Linked DNA regions of Capra hircus: region 1 is linked to region 2. The links are chromatin contacts, called in public Hi-C maps. All regions are on one chromosome and are shown on one strand. The core of a region is the stretch at or near the end of the contact, and the rest is flanking DNA. Distances in the headings are between cores, read along the strand shown. Region 1 holds the start of ELOVL3 (elongation of very long chain fatty acids protein 3). Region 2 overlaps GBF1 (Golgi-specific brefeldin A-resistance guanine nucleotide exchange factor 1).

Region 1 (5,488 bases), core at 264-2,763, 120 kb after region 2:
AGTCTAGGAACTGGAGAAGAAGGAAAACAGGTGAGTGGAACCTGGGGAGAGGAGTCAGAGCTGAGAGAACAGAATAAGGAGAGAGTTAGGGGGCATCTTGGGCAGTTGATGCAATTGAGGTTTTTAGAGAGCTTTTAGGGATAGAATGAGGGTCTAGGGTCTATAAGATAGGTTGGAGTGGGGAAAGTCTTACCTGAAGACTGCAAGGCAGAAGGACCAAAGGATGAGAGGTCTCTGCAGGTTGAAGCCCTTCCGTGACTTCATGTAGTTTTGCCCCACGAAGATGAGCAACAGGTAGATCAGAACTATGGCGAATGAGGTTGCCCTGGCAGGCAGAAGGCAGAGCGGATGGGCTTATGGGTGGGAGCTGGTTATAGGAATGCCCACTCATATCTCCAGGTCAGTGCTCTGGAGTGGGATCCTACTTCTGCCACTTACTAGCTGTGTGACACTGGAAAACCTACTTCCTTCTCTGAGGGTCAGTTTCCTTATTTGTAAGGGGGGAATAACACTCCTCTCCTGACAGTGTTAATATATGTAAAGTACTTTACACAAGGCAGCAGCTATAACCAAGGTTCCTGGGATTGGGAGTGGGTGACAGCTGCTGGTCCATTTCTAGAAGCAACCCAAGGCTGTGATGTACAAAGAATGTGGCAATAGCTTCTGCCTGTTTGGTCATAGCAAATTGGCTGGAGCTCTGAGGGGCTCTAGGGCAAAGTCTGAGGAAATTTTGGAAGAGTATCCAGATTTTGCCTCCTTCTCCACAGCAGGGATGATGGAACATTTGAGGAATAAGATGATAACTGTGAAGAGCAGTCCTCAGGCATCAGCACATGCACGCATGCGCACACATGCAGCCACAAAGGATGGAGAGTCGTCTATAAGGTGGGTGGGAGTAGGAGTTCAGATCAACCCCATTCTTCAGAGACCAGTTCTCACTACACTTTTCCCCGCTTGGTTTCTTTCTCCTCCCAAATTCTTCATCCCATCTTCTTATTTCTGCCTTTCTTTCTTCCAGATCTAACCTCTTTGAGGTGTCACACTACCTGTACCTTGGACAACAGGGACGTGAAGCCAGTACTGGGGAATCCGATACATTTGCTCCTTAGCAAAATCTCTGTGGGCATTCTGTCTCGCCCTCCCCCATTCCACCAATCCCCCCAAATAGCGGTCATCAGAGTTGGGCCCCTAACATGGCCCTTCCCCTTCTACGAGTCTCACCAGTACTCCTCCAAAAAGGGCCTCATGTCCCGGAACAGCTCGAAGTTGTAGGGCTGGAACATCTGCTCTATTTCATCTGAGGTATTCACTGTTGTGACCATTTCGTTTTGCAGACGCTGAGGCCGGGAGCTGGACGAAAGCTAGGGGACGGAGGATGGAGAGAACCTTGGGGGCAGGACTGACTAGATCCAGAACCCAAGGAACTCCGCAACAAGCCAGAGCCTCAGATGCAGGCACGTACGCTGCAGTCCAGCCGGCTTCCACAGCCGCGGCCACCGCAGTATATAACGCGAAATTGCAAAGCAGCTGTCCTAGGCGCCGCGGCCCCCTCCCTGCTCCCAGCCTTCATCCAATCGCAACAAAGATACCCCCAGTCCCGCCCCTGGGCTGCAAGCCGCTCTCTGATTGGTCATTCTTAAGGACAGCACCCCAGAAGCCTCCCACTACCTTAGACCTTCGCCACCTTCCCATCTTCTCGCACACCTCAACTCTGATGTGCTTAGTTTAGCCACTGTGGCTTTGGAGTTACTGGGGTGTGACAGGCTTCTCCTGGCACTGCCAACAATAACCTTTGCCTCAGTTGGTTTCAGTTCTGACCTATCTGGCAATGAGGAGAGAATGAAGGTGTCCCCCGTTTCTCTGGTGCCCCCATTCGGAGATAGGGTGTCAGTTTCCCGCCTCCCCGAGACCCTGGGAAAACAAGGCTGGGGATGAGGGGAAGGGGCAGCAAAGAGCCCTTCCTTCTGGAAGGCTTCCTTCTGGTCTGCAGTTGTAAGTGGGAGGGAGATGAATTGTAACGAGTTTTATTGTCGAGGTAGTTGGTGTTGATGTTTGGAGAGTTGGTTGTTGAGGCTGTTGTTTCTTTACAGCTTCCTGAATTCCTGCCGGCTCCAGCCTGATACTCAGTAATAACCCTGGGAAGGAAGTGGGGTCACCCTCTGGGCTTCTGGGATTATTGTCTTCAGGCTTCCTGAAGACTGCCAGGGGTTTATAGAAGAGGAGGTGATGCTCATCTCCCAGTATCCTGTGGTTCTTCCCTAGTCTATGTTTATCTAATCAAATCTACTTTTTCCTTGCCTGTGTACCCAGCCCCAAATAAATAAACATTTAAAAAATTTTAAGGTCTTACTCATCTGTCTCTTATTTCTGTCCTAGACTTTATGAAAATGAGAGGGAAATACAAGGCTTGAAGGCAGTTTGAGACACGATGGAGATATGCAAAACAAATGCTAAGAGAAATTAATGAAAAATATTTAAAATCATGAAGCGGCTATAAATGGCTATGTGCAATAAGACCGCAGGCTCTGTAGCCAGAGGACGTAGGCAGGAATTCCAGTTTCGCTTCTCAGCTACTGTCTGAGCTAAGGGTGAGTGGGAAGTCCTGCCATGCTAGCTCAATGACTCCCAAGTACATCCCTTTGTCTCTGTTTTATGTCATCTCTTACCTGATTACTACAGCCAGCACCTCTTCATAATTAGTTGACACTTCCTTCTCTAATATAGCACGTTCTATTGCATTAGGAGAAAAAAACAGTACCCAAACCTGGCATATCACCAACCCCAGAGCCACTGACCCAGTGCGTGCATGTATGCTAAGTCACTTCAGTCGTGTCTGACTCTGTCCAACCCCATGGACTGTAGCCCGCCAGGCTCCTCTGTCCATGGGATTCTCCAGGCAAGAATGCTGGAGTAGGTTGCCATGCCCTCCTCCAGCGGATCTTCACAACCCAGGGATCAAACCCGAATCTCTTAGATCTCCTGCATTAGCAGGTGAGTTATCTACCACTAGCGCCATCTGGAAGACCCCTCTGACCCAGTGTGGCCTCAAACCATACTTTGAAAACCGCTTCCTTCCATCCTCTCATCCAAAAGAAGGTTCTAAAACCTAAATTGGATCATGTTACTTTTCTGCTTAAAACCTTTTGTGGTTATGGATTGCTTCACACATAGCCTGACACTCAGAAGGTGATCAGTGCATATTTGATGGATTAATGAACAAACAAAAGAATGAGCAATGCAAGAATAATTCCATCTAGGGACTTCCCTGACAGTCCAGTGGTTAATACTCTGCACTCCCAATGCAGGGAGGGCAAGCTGGTTAGGAACTAAGATTCCACATGCCACACATGCAGCCAAAAAAAATAATTAAAAAAATAATAAAAAGAACATAGGTGTGACCACCTGTTGAGATCATTAAAAAAAAATTTTCTTGAAAAAGAATCCACGTATGTATTACAAGACCTGGATTCAAATGCCTGTACATATTAACTAGTCCCATGATTTTAGGCAAGTAACCTAACCTGAGACTCACATTCTTCATCAATAAAATGTTGAGAGTCATACTTGCCTGCCTGCCTCACAAGGTTGGGGTCAGTCTACAAGTCAGATAACATCAATGGAAGGATACTTTGGGGACTTCCCTCATTGTCCAGTGGTTAAGAATCTGCCTTCCCACACAGGGGATGAGGTTTGATCCCTAGTCAGAGAACTAAGATCTCACATACCTTATGGCAACTAAGCCCAAGTGCTGCAATGAGAAAGCTAGTGCACCACAATGAAGACTCAGTGCAGCCAACATAAAATAAATGAGTAAATAAATAAAATGAAATTTAACATTTTTTACAAAGAAGGGATACTGGGAACTAGATACAAGGGAATGTCAGGGTGAATCATTTGGGTAGGTTTACAAATGCATGTAGAATATGAATATTCAGTTCTGGGTTTCTTTCAAATATTTTACATTGCCTTTATCTGTGAAGTTTAATGGTAAGACTTGAGTGAGAGGTGTGTGTAAGAGCAGCAGAAGAAAACCCTCCAGAAATTATTTCCTAGGGGAAACCCTCCCTGACCTTTGGAGTTGGTCTGCTACTCCTGTTACATATAAATTGCTCTCATAGCATGACATTTCTTTCTTTCAATTGAAGTCACTCAGTCATGTCCGACTCTTTTGAGACCCCATGGACTATAGCCTACCGAGCTCCTCTGTCCATTGGATTTTCCAGGCAAGGGTGCTGGGGTGGGTTGCCAATTCCTTCTCCAGCGGATCTTCCCAACCTAGGGATTGAACCCAGGTTTCCTGCATTGTAGGCAGATGCTTTACCATCTGAGCCACCAGGAAAGCAAAGAAGAGAGTGGCCCATACAGGGACTCATTTCATTCAATGAGAGCTTATAATTATGATTTCTTGTTTAACACTTGTTTCCCCCACTAGTCCTTGAGCTCCATAAAGGCAAGGAACATGTCTACCTCTTATTAACTACCAAAATTGCTGTTTAGTCACAAATTCATGTCCAACTCTTTGTGACCCTATGGATTATAGCCCGCTGGACTCCTCTGTCCATGGGATTTCCCAGGCAAAAATACTGGAGTGGGTTGCCATTTCCTTTTCCAGGGAATCTTCCTGACCCAGGGATCGAATCCGCATCTCTTACATTGGCAGGCAGATTCTTTACCTACCAGAAACTTCTTTCTAAAACATACATTAGCTCCTATCATTCCTCTTTAAGAACAAAATATTCGAGACCTTCCTGGTGGTCCAGTGGTTAAGAATCCACCTTCCAATGTTGGGGGACAGGAGTTCCATCCCTGGTTTAGGAGCTAAGATCCCACATTCTGTGAAGCAACTAAGCTCCTGTGCCACAACAAAGACTGCCTGTATCACAACCAAGACCCAATGCAGCCAAATAAATAAATACTTAAAAAAAAAATTCTTCAGGAGCAAGGTCAGATTCCTGAGGTTAGTCCTGACTCTTCCTTTCCAGCCAATGTCCCATCATTCCTCAGCTCCAGCATCCCATGTCTTAGCTATAATGGAAGAGTCACAGCCCCATAACACAACCACCATATTATCAGACTTTTCAACCTGTTGACCTCTCTTCATATTGTCCCCTCTCCCCATACATCATTTTCTCAGCTGGACAAATCTTATTCAGCCCTAGCTCTAAAGTCACCTACCGTGCAAAAGCCTAATCTTTTTCAGGCAGAGTCAACCCTTCCCTTCTTTGTCTTCCACCCACAGGCCTTTCCCCAAGCAGTTTGCCAGGACTGTGCTTCTACTGAGAGAGTACAGCTACTCTTATATTTCCTATACTACCCTGGTTCCCCCACCCTATTCCAAAGGATCATTTTTATTAGGTCTCTGCCCCTTTGAGGGATGTACACATCTCCTAGCACAGAGTGGGCACTCAGAATGTCTGTTGCTTGGAATCGAGTAAGCACCTAACAGGATAAACAAGTAATAAACAATATATTTATTTTTTAAAAGACT
Region 2 (5,373 bases), core at 2,576-5,075:
CCCTGCAGATGGTGCCCGACCCTTGTGCAAAAAGGGTAAGGGCAGGGGGTCCTTTGCCAGAAGCTGCACATCTACAGGCCCTGGATCCCTGGGCTTGCCTCAACTACCTGCATAGAAGCCTTCGACTCCTAGTTCTTACCCAGCTATGACAGCCTACCTCTTCTCAGCCAAATGCTTAGCTTTCCTATTACTTCATGAACTGGGCCTAGATCCTAACCACATCCCTCACTCTTGACTGTCTACATCAAACAGGTCAAAGGTTAATTCCTTAGAATTATGGAAGGAGTGGTATCCCAGCTGACTTGTGGAGTTAAGGATGAAAGGTCATGTCATGTTGCTGCCCTGGTACTCCCAATTTCAGTATATAAATGAGCCCTCCTATCCTTCTCACTGTTGGTCTTTCTAGAAGCATCTTTATGCTTTCAGATGTTAAGACTACTGGATTTCTTAGACTCTTGCTCTATTCCATTTCCCTCTCTCTTGCTATATTTCTAATCCCTCCTATAGTTCCTTTTTAGTCACAAAGGAAAACCTTTATCACCTGTTGACTACTTTAGGGTATAAATTTTCATGCATTTTTTTCCACTCTAAGTTCACAGCTACTTTGTTTACGCTCATTTCATTTTCTTAATCCTGATGCCTTCTCAGTTATGGTTTGAATCTAATCCCCCTTCAGTTATATCAAACTATTCCTAGACTGATGGACCATTCCTGGGATGGGCAATAGAAATTCTTTTCTAGGAACCATTAGCATGACTCTAAAAGAGAGTAGAAACAATTTTTTCTCCCTGCCTCTTTCTAAAGGCTGAATATACCCATGTTATCCTTGGCCTATTCAATTCCTTCTGCTATCTGAGAGATAGGCCCCCCTTCTTCCCCCAAGCCCTCCAGAATTTGGCTAACCTTTGATGTTTTGCTTAGAAACCACATAATTTTTTCCTCCCTACCCATATCTCCACCCATAAAGGAGAGAGGCCCAACAGCTGAGCCCCACCTCCAGCTCTTAGTAACATAGCAACAGCCTAGCATTGGATTTACACCTTTTGTCCCTGCATCTCCTAAATGCCAGCAGTCATATGCCTAGAACAGAGCTTCAAGTGCTCTGAGTACTGGGGTTTCTGTGGTAAGCAGGAACCAGGATGCTCCCTCCGGGAACCACTGAAGCTCATCTGGATGAAGTCCATGGCAAAAAAAAATTCTGGAGGTAAGAGTCAGTCAAACATACAGATAGGCCAGAAGTCCAAGAGATCAATGAGGGAAAACAGGAACCTCCTGGCTTAAACTGTAAACTGTCACTGAGCTCCAAAAAACACTCACATCTGGGTTGACTTGTGTGAGATAACTTTTCTCTCCAAGTGGCTCCCCAATTTCAGGAACTCCAGGTAGTCCCACTTTCAATGAGAAGCCAGTCACTGAGATTCCTTCCCACACTAGGATCATATCCCTGTCTCCTTCTCCATCCTCTGCAAAGGAGAGGATGTGTTTGATCATTCCAGTGAGTGTTTCAGCTTTAACCTGATCATTTCAGTGAGTGTTCTCTGCCTCTTGGCTGGAGTAAGAATTGAGAGGCTGCCAGTTCTTACAAGTGTCTCAGTCTTTTAAAAGTATAGCTGTGCTCCCTGTTATAAGATCCTAAGGTGGGGCCTGGGGTGTACAGTTCATGAAACTCTTCATCTCCTTTTCCATATAATTCTACTTCCAACAGACAATATAAGCTTTATTTAAAAAAGGGGGGGGGCAGGTTCCAGCTTAATAAACATGGCAAAGCACAGGGTAGCCACTGAAGAGAGCTGCAACTTGAGACTAGGCAAGCACACAAATGAAATTTTGAGACGAGGCAGACAGAGCACAGGCCTGTGGACTGCCAAGTGCACACACAGTCCATCTTCAATGACCTGGATATCCACAGCTACACCTCTAGCATACACACTCTTGGGATAGCTTAGATACTGCCTTCTCTCCTTCTCCTTCCTAAAGCAGGGATACGGGGATTAGAGTAATCTTTAGCTTGCACCTCTTCTAAGTTCCCCTACTTCTCAAGGACAGAGGGCTCCCTGGCAGATCACAAAGTATTTCCAGTGTCCTGGGCTAACCTGGGACCTGGCTCCTTTTCATCCATCTAGAGTCCTAAATCTTAGAATGACTCCTTTAATGGTAACCAAGAAAAAAAAGACCTCAACCAGACAGACTACCCTTTCCCTCAAAACCAAGTTCAATTATCTAGCTAGAATCAAGGACTGTGCTTAAGCTTTTTAATGCCAGCTCTAAGACAGAGAGAGGGTAGAAAAGTGAAGGGTCTTGTTTGATGGTCCCTCATAGTTCCCCTAGAAATGGTAGATATTAAGCCTCCTCACAAGATGTCAGCAGGACCCAGGCTCTCTATCTAGGTTCACTACACAATGTGTTACCAGTTCAAGGCTTCCTTCTGCCTTCAGGCAGCCAGATGCCCCATGAAAATTCCCAACACTGCAAAGTTAAAAACACATGCAGCTCTTCCAAAGCCATGAGATATTACTAGGGAGGGGTAAATTGTGCTCTACACAGAGGACAACGGGACCCAGATGTTGCATATAAAAAATAAACATTTAAATAAATAAATTAAAAGGGGGTAAGGAGAGGGAGAGGGAGAGAGACCTTGAGGTTCTTAAAGAGTAGTACCCTCTCTAACTGGTTCAGGGCTTTGGTCTGCTCCCCACTACTTAGCTCCAGTTTGCTGAGGAGACATGGAGAAATCTGTGAAAGACAGGCAAACGAACGATTTAAACAGAGTGAAATAAACTCAGACACAAGCCAACAGGGCACAGGGCAGGATGGGGATGGATGGCAGGGGAAATGGGAAGGTCAGGTTCATGCACCAAATAGCCAAGGGTCAGCTTCAAGGGCAGAAGCTTGTAGGGCTGCAAGCAGAATCCTCATCAGAGGCCTGTGAAGTCCAGGGCTTCAGTTTAAGACAGAAAGAGGCCATTCTTCTGAACACCATTCTTCTAGCAGTTTGAGAACCTTCTGATCTGGAGTCAGACTTGATTTATCTTGTCAGAGGCTAGCCCAAGCATGAGCCCAGTCTATTCCAGCATCAGAGGATTTTAGGTATAGCCTCCCTAGGCCTCCTACCTGCTGACTGGGCCCTGAGTGGATGGCAGGACTGTCGCCTTTAGCAGCATACATTTTTGGCCCAGCTTGATGGGCCTCACCCAGATTCTATGAAGGACTGGCTCACCAGCTTACATGGTGAGTCAACAAAGACAGGCTAGAAAGGAAAGGCTGGGGAAGGAGAGGTACTTGGGAAAGAGGTACCTGGAAAATCTCTTGGTAAATGAGTGATAACTATTTCTAGATTCCAAGCAAACCTGTCTAGGCAAAAGCATACTTTTGCTAAGCAAGGGTATCCAGGAAAATCCCAACAGCACAGAAGCTGGGAGATTGAAGTCTGGGTGAGGGATAGCAGATCATACCTTTTTCATGTTGGTCCCCATATAGTTCTTGGGTTCTTCTTTAAACTGAGGTAACCTGTAAGATAAGAAAATCCCATGGACTTAATTAGGGATAACAACAAATATTCCCCTTCATGCCAGCCACAGCCCGAAGATGCTCTAGGTCAGAGTCTCTTAGAAAAAGCTAGAAAAAGAAACAGGCTAGTTTCACCCTTTTCAGAGCTTCATCGAAGGGGCACAGAAATTGAGAAACATGGAACACAGACATGTTCTAAAAAATAAGGTAGCTGTCATGAGGGAAAGGTGACTAAGTACCTCTGGAGTGCAGAGGCTCTTTTCATCTTTAAACTGATACTCTCCTGCTGTATTCCCCTGGCAGATATTGCTGAAAGGCATGATATGGGGAGAGGGCAGTCTATTAAAACCCCAGGAGACTGGGCATAGGGTCAAAGTGAAAGGCAAATGAAGTTTTGAAACCAGTAAATTTGAACCTGCGAAGTAGGAAACAATTAGCAGCAGGGTTCAGAGGCAAATCTAGTCTGTGGGTAATAAAGATTATTATTTACAGATTTGAGAGCAAAAACAAATCCCAGGTGGAAGTGTGTGTGCGCGTTTTAGTAGACTATTTAAAAAAACAATCTTAGTTCACAGTACACTGATTTCCCATATAACCCTTGCTCCCCTACATGCATAACCTCCTCCATCATCAATATCCTTTAGGGGAAGCTGTAAAGCGCTTGCCTCAGGGCTAAGTTGAGGGCCTTGATGAGGGTAACCAATGGTTTTGGATTGCAAGGATACGGGACTTTCAGTGTTCAAATGGGGACAGTCAGGCAAACCAGGATTGCTGGTTGCCCTAGCCCTGGTTCTTCCTCACAGAAACTGGACTGAGCTCTGGGAGCTCAGCAACCTGCTCCAGGCTCCCTTGAGTTTGGTTTCCTCTGGGTTTCCTTTCCCAGCTGCTACCTGCACAGAAACTGACACAAGTTTGGGAGGCAGAAGTTCTGTCAGCCTAGATCAAATAACTCTCTGCTTTCCTCTGAGGCCAAGCCATCTCCCTCCTCCTTCTCCCTTGCCTGGTAACCCTGGGCCCAGAGAATTACTCCCATCCACAATCTCAGTAGCCTCTGATGTGGCTGTGGGGTTGGCCAGGTCCCTGAAGTGGCTGTGTGGAAGCAGGCAGGCTCAAGAGGCCTGGGCAGCCGGGCTGAAGCAAACAGCAGCAGGTTTACCTTGTGAAGAGCAGCTGCACCATGTCTACGAGAGTGTGCTCTGCGGATTTTCTCAATAACTCTGCACAGGCAAAAACAAATAACACAGGTGTCATTACTTGCCGTGCTATTATCAGGAGGCTTCTCAGAGCAGACTCCCCTCCAAACCTTGTTTACTAAGGATTATACCAAACTTATTAAAACCAGCTCCAGCTCAGCCTGGCAGCCTTAACTTCACTGACCCACTAGATGGCACTACTGAGTCAGGAAAAAAAGGCACAAGGATATGTTCTCAGGGGTGGTAGGCCGGTGTCAATCCCAGAAACCTCGAGGGAAGGAGATCTGGTCCTGGGCTGAGTCAGTCTGCGATCTAGCCCAATTCCTGCCCTGGCACAAAGAGTTAAAGTCTCTTCTAGCCACACAACAAATTGTCAAGTACAGAGACTTCAAAATCCCTATGGCTCCACAAGGTAGGTGATGGAGAAGCCATGAGTTTTCTCTCTCTCTCGGGTTCAGAGACAGCATCTATATTCATACTCACAGATACTGCCCCTAGGAATGATGACAGGCCCAGTATTCAAGCACCTACCACTGAGCCTCATTTCAAAGCAGATCCGGAAGCAAGACTGCATAATCTCACACACAGATTCATTGGTTAGGTGGGCACCTACTGGGGTCAGCAACAGAGTCCGCAGTACCTACCAAGAAGAAAAAGGAGACACTATGATAAA

Evidence for each region. Hi-C and Micro-C count contacts between places; a contact is called where the count stands out from the background.
Region 1: a contact with region 2 is called in a Hi-C map of blood, with 3 times the contacts expected there. The contact joins the promoter of ELOVL3 here to the enhancer-like site in region 2. A contact is called at or near these places in 3 of 5 Hi-C or Micro-C datasets (blood and liver).

The regions. Positions count from the first base shown.
Region 1 is chr26:28,807,992-28,813,479 of ARS1.2, forward strand. It overlaps ELOVL3 (elongation of very long chain fatty acids protein 3), which reads right to left and starts at 1,514. Exons shown (of 4, transcript XM_005698356.2): 1 at 1,222-1,514; 2 at 194-325. The coding sequence starts at 1,322.
Region 2 is chr26:28,688,381-28,693,753 of ARS1.2, forward strand. GBF1 (Golgi-specific brefeldin A-resistance guanine nucleotide exchange factor 1) reads right to left here. Exons shown (of 40, transcript XM_005698364.3): 6 at 5,232-5,340; 7 at 4,664-4,724; 8 at 3,453-3,507. Among named protein-coding and RNA genes, the nearest start is that of NFKB2, 30 kb to the left of the region's middle. Within about 2 kb of position 3,826, at least 1 of the 5 cell types and tissues checked has an H3K27ac peak or open chromatin away from gene starts, as enhancers often do.